Regions from separate parts of the Ovis aries genome. Here region 2 is linked to region 1. Evidence: chromatin contacts called from public Hi-C data. All regions are on one chromosome and are shown on one strand. Each heading gives the region's core, a stretch centred on a gene start, on an enhancer-like site or on the middle of the called end of the contact. The rest is flanking DNA. Distances are from core to core; before and after follow the strand shown. Region 1 overlaps ARNT2 (aryl hydrocarbon receptor nuclear translocator 2). Region 2 holds the start of CEMIP (cell migration inducing hyaluronidase 1).

The links. A called contact is a pair of places that touch in the nucleus more often than the background predicts.
Region 2: a Hi-C map of tail adipose tissue shows a contact between it and region 1, with 7 times the contacts expected there. The contact joins the promoter of CEMIP here to the enhancer-like site in region 1. A contact is called at or near these places in 10 of 16 Hi-C or Micro-C datasets (blood, hypothalamus, liver and 6 more).

What each region holds. Positions count from the first base shown.
Region 1 is chr18:24,224,152-24,226,885 of ARS-UI_Ramb_v3.0, reverse strand. ARNT2 (aryl hydrocarbon receptor nuclear translocator 2) reads right to left here. Exons shown (of 19, transcript NM_001308560.1): 12 at 1,390-1,541. Among named protein-coding and RNA genes, the nearest start is that of ABHD17C, 120 kb to the left of the region's middle. Within about 2 kb of position 1,400, at least 3 of the 54 cell types and tissues checked have an H3K27ac peak or open chromatin away from gene starts, as enhancers often do.
Region 2 is chr18:24,439,897-24,442,630 of ARS-UI_Ramb_v3.0, reverse strand. CEMIP (cell migration inducing hyaluronidase 1) reads right to left here and starts at 1,321. Exons shown (of 31, transcript XM_042235149.1): 1 at 1,081-1,321.

The DNA of each region.
Region 1 (2,734 bases), core at 151-2,650:
CCATCCCACCGCCCAGGGCTGCTGCTCCACCAGAGAGATGCAAAAGCACCATCTACACTGAGGATCCAAGGGTGGGTGCGTGGGGCCTGTCATTCTCCCCATTTTACAGATGAGCAACTGAGGCTTCAAAAGAGCAGGTGACTTGCCCAGGTGGGAGCTGGGACTGAAGCCCAGGTCACCGGTCCTCTGAGGGTCTTGTGTGGACCCATCTGTCCAGCTCTGTGCCTTGTGGTCCAGCAGCAGGGCCAAAGCCGAGACACTCTGGGTGGTGTTAGAAAGGAGGCTGCTTCCGGGGACCCAGAAGGGAACCGCCAAACTCAGGGAGCCTGCAATGGCAATGGAGAGCTCTGGGCAAGCCAGAAGGTCACTTACAGTGACGGCCTGGAGGTGCTGGTGTCTGGGGAGGAGAGTGGTCATAGATGAGGACGGGGAGGTGGTCAGGGTGGGGACAGACTCCACAGCTTAGTGCGGAACCTGGGAAAGTGGAGGACAGCAGTGCCGCTGACCGGAGACACAGGGATGCATGGGCACAGTTCCCACCATGTATATTCGTCTCATGCCCTGCAGACTGCGCGCCCCCCACCCCAAAAACTGGGCACGGCTTCCACGTGCTCCCGTGCCTGTGGACATCATTTTGCCTTTGTCCATGTTGGTTCTTTGGACTGCTGATATTTCCTCAAGAATAAGTCCAGAGAGGAGGCATGACCTGCCTGTATCTAGAAGCCCGACCTCATCATACCCTCCGGGAAACCTGAGAGAGAGTTGTTATCACCCCTTTCACCAATGGGGAATGAAGCCTGAGAGATGAAGGGACACAGTCAAGGTCACACAGCAGGGAATCGGGGACCACGACTGGAGCTCTAGGTCTGTGTGTTAACACATGTAGGGTACAGCAGCAAAGCCAGCAGGGATCTCAGAGGACTGCGTCAGTGACTGGACAGCCAAGAAGCCCTGTGACCCTAAGGTGCTCACCCCTGTGCTGCCTGGCCCCCATGTCCCAGAACTGCCAAAAGGCTCAGCCTCACTCCTCCACCTCCCGGCTTCAGCTGGCACAGCAGGGAGCCCCAAGGAAGCCCCCAGCTCCACTCTGCTGGGCTCTGCACTCGGGGAGGAGATCATGGAAACCAGAGCATCTTGAACCAACCAACCGTGTGATGGAGAGGGAGTACTACCAGGGTCATCAGTCAGCACTGAGGGCTCGCAATCAGGAGGGCCTTGAGAAGGGGGACCTGGGAGGAGATAGTGAAGAGGGGCCAGTGTTGCCTCCTCCTGCTCCTTCGTCTCCTGCAGGGATCTGCAGCTGCCGGCAGAGCCAGAGCCTGCAGGGAGGAGAGCGTCACGGAACACTAGCGCCGGCTGGGACCTGGGGAGGGGCGGGCGGGTACATACTTGACGTTGGTGTTGGTGCAGATGATGTACTCTATCTCATCGGAATAAGGGTTCTGGAAGGTGAAGCTGCTGGTGCGGATCAACACCCACTCGCGGTTCTTGGTGCGGAACCGATACATGACCGACAGCACTTGGCCTTTCAGCTTCACCACCTGAGCAAACATTTGGAGAAGGAAGTCAGCGGGAGGAAGGAAGGTGCCAGACAGAGCGGGGAGGCAGCAAGCAGTGCAGGCTTGGCGGGGGCCAGCGGGAGCCCAGAACAGGAGCATCGTGGCCACAGACAGGCACGGAGGGAGGGCGGTCACCCTCAGGGGAAGCTTGGTCCACTCCCCCTTGAGATGGGACCCTGCACTTGGGTCGTTCTGCCACCACCCTGTGAGAAACCAATTAGTCAATGCCCTTTTTAAAATACTGGCGTACATGCTTTACAATGTTGTTTTAGTTTCTGCTGTACAGCAACATGAACCAGCTGTACATAAACATACATCCCATCTCCTCTTGAGCCTCCCTCCGTCTCACTCCCCATCCCGCCCATCTAGGTCATCACAGAGCACCAAGCTGAGCTCCGTGTGCTATACAGCACCTCCCATTCACTAGCTGTTTCACACATGATAGTGGATATATGTCAATGCTACTCTCCCAATTTGTTGCACCTACCCCTTCAAAGCCCATTTTATATCAGAACATTTTAGCTTTTAGAAATCAGACCACGAAAACTCTATAAGCTGGAGGGTTTCCCTTTTTGCCTTGGCTACCAGGGCACTCTGAGCTTGGTGCCCACACCCTGATGCAGTTAACTCAGGTACGTAGTGACGTTGTACTCGTGGGTTTATTCCTTCATGCTTCACATTAAGAAATTCTTAAACTCCATTTAACATTGCAGATTGGATTAAATATACTCTCTGGGAGGAGATACAATAAAATAACAAATTTCTATGCATTATCTATTACTACTTTTTTGTGGCCCCCTCAATGAGGCATCCGAGATTTTAGTCCCCTGACCAGGGATGCCCCCTGCAGTGGGAATCTTAACCACTGGACTGCCAGGGAAGCTCCTCTATTATGACTTTTATGTTGCAGTACAGTTTCCAAGATACTTCTCAATGTAATCCCTCACAGGAACTTGAAGAGGTGGGCTTTTATAATGCTCAGCATCACAGAAATAAAATAAGTTGTCCGAGATCAGACAACTTAGGTAGAAAACCTGGGACAGGAACCAAAATCTTATTTCCAAACCATGAGTATGTTTCAGGGGACACATAGCTGGCTTTCCAGCTGTATGCACACACACAATCTATCACATGCAGAAACCCCAAGATGCTGAGACTGGATGGCAGGGTGCAGG
Region 2 (2,734 bases), core at 72-2,571, 220 kb before region 1:
ACAGACTCGCTCCCAGCCTGCAGCCAGGCACTGGCTCACACATCAAAAGTTCCGTTTTAAAAGGGTTTTCTCACCTGTGGGCAGCCTTGGCTGCACGAAGCAGGACTCAGGACCTCAAACCCGGCTCCTGGCGGCGCGCCTGGGACGGCCGTAGTGTTGGACCCTTGGGGAACCGCGGCGGTCTTGAGAGCGCGGACAGCGAGTCTGCGGCGGAAGACCTCGGCGCACTGAGCTCCTTTCTCAGGAGCACATGCGTCCCGCCGGCTTCACTCCAGAGTGTCTCTGGCCCTGATTCCCAGAGCGGCGAGCTGGAGAGCTGGCCACGGCCCTGGCCTGGGCTCCGCCAGGTCCCTGTCTTTATTCCCAACCTTATTTGACCTTTCTCGGAGCTGACATTCCTCTCCAGGGACTGCTGAACCCTCTTGCAGCGATGCCAGGTTGGGCGTCGTAGTCTAGACATCAGTAGGGGTCCTCCTGTCATCTAACATTCAATTAACCTCCACCGGCCGTGTGCCAGAGCGATGCTGGTTGCCTCTCGCCGTCGGGGAGAGCGCGCGCGGCGAGGCAGCAGGAAGCGCAGGGGAAACAAGAAGGAAGACAGTGCTCAAAGCCGAGCAGCAGGGCGCAGACCTGTCGCCAGGTGCGCGCCCACCAGTGCTCGGTGTGAGCCGACTCCCTGTGAGCTGGACTTCGCGATCTGACCCTCGGAGCAGTCACTCCTCGACGAGACACTTCGGGGAGCAAGTATCTCCCCGGAGACACTCAGAACCGGGGAACTCTACAGAAAACGGGGACCTGCTCCCCGCCGGATGCGCTCCGAGGACACTGGCGCCCCCCCGGCACCTGCTCCTTGCAAAGTCTCACACGACCTCAGAGAAATCCCACAGCGGACGTGTGCCCATCAACAGACACGTGGACAGACAGACGAACAGACAGCACAGCACAGACTGGACAGACAAACAAGCCCATGACGCGGTGCGCTTTCCCTAACCCCGGTGGAGGCGCCGAACCCCCCATCTCCCCTCCCCTCTGAGGCTGGGCAGTCCGCACAGCCCCGGCGCGCCGAGCCGGCCCGCTTACCTCTGGGTCGGTAGCCGAGACACTCTCACGCCTCGCGGGCCAGAAGCGCCGCGGCCAGAGCGGTCGGGTGGCACACTGACGGGCCCGGTTATGTCCCGGGACTCGGGCAAGCCCGAGTGGTAGTTCGTCCGGGAAAGCGGGGTTCAGCCCCGGACCGCGCTCAGCTCCGCCGGCTCCGCGCGCCGCTGGCCCTCGCCAGGCTCAGCCGGGGTGCACCGCGCTGCGCTCGCCCGCGCTCCCCGGCCGCCCGCCAGAGCGGCGGCTTTTATAGAGTGCTGCCTGCTCTTCAGCCGGCCGCGCCAGGCTGGCTCCTCCCCGGGGCCCCTGACGCCCGCGCGCCACCGACCCGCCCCCCGCTGAAGCTCGCCTCCCCCTTGCCCAAGTCGGGCGGGGGCCCCGGGCCCCGGCCGGACCCGGGCGGGCTCTGGCGGCCGCTCTGGGAGACGCAGACCCGAGCCTGCGGAGCCCGGGGGAGCCCGAGCGCGCGGAGCCAGCCGGCGGCGGCGTCAGCAGCCAGGTGAGGGCGCTGGAGCCCAGGACACGGGAGGAGCAGCAGCGGCTGGCCGCGGAGAGCCTCTTCCCCGCGCTCAGAGGGTTTGGGGTCTCGGTGCGTAGGCCTGAATCCCCACTCCAAACCAGCCAGGGAAGAGGCTCTCTCGGAGAAAGCCTAGCGCCTAGCACAGAATCGCGGAGAGATGAGGTTCAGGGTTATTAAGTCTCAGAATCTTTTTTTTCCTAATCCAATCAGGGTGTAATAGGGAAGAACAGACCTGAGTCCGTATTAGATGTGTTTCTTTTGCTTTAACCTTTGTATTCTGTTGCTTTAGCAGTGTTGCCTGTAGCCTGAAATATAAAGGATAGCCCGTTCTCAAGGCTCTGACCTTTGAGGATAACACTTGTTCTTGCATAGAGAGAGAAAACGTTTCAGAAGAGAGAGTAACATTTGTCTTGTTGGAAGTTTATAGGAACACTGTGACCCGATTTCAGCGGACAAAGATTACTGTATCAAGACATTTGCAACCAGCAACCTTGCCCTTTCCCTCACCTTGCCTTTAAAAATGCTTTGCTGAAACTCTTCCCGGAGTTCCAGGTTTTGAGGTACTGCAATAGACTTTTTTTGCACCAAATTCTGACATTTCAGTTTGCTTGGCCTCATTGTGTGTTGGGCACACAAGCTTGCCTTTGGTAAGGAGAGGGTGGCTTTAGAAAGAGATCCTAGTATAAGATTAAGCAGTTGCTCCAAGTGGAAGACCTGTGGGCTTTTCTGTCAAAGGGATCTTGATTTGAAACCAGAGTCAGACACGCTAGGTATGTGACTGCGGATGGGGATCTTATCACTCCCTGGTGGCTCAGACGGTAAAGAATCTGCCTGCAACGTGGGAGACCTGGGTTCCATCCCTGGGTCAGGAAGATCCCTTGGTGAAGGGAACGGCAACCGACTCTAGTTCTCTTGCCAGAAGAATCCCATGGAAAGAGGAGCCTGGTGGGCTACAGCCCATGAGGTTGCAAAGAGTCAGACACAGCTGAGAGAGTAACGCTTTCACTTTCATAGGGATCTTAACCTCCCTGGGCCTCAGTTTCTTCATCAGGAAAACGCGTTGCTTCCTTACCAACTCATAGGATGTGAAGGCACAGTAGTGCAGGTACCTAGGTC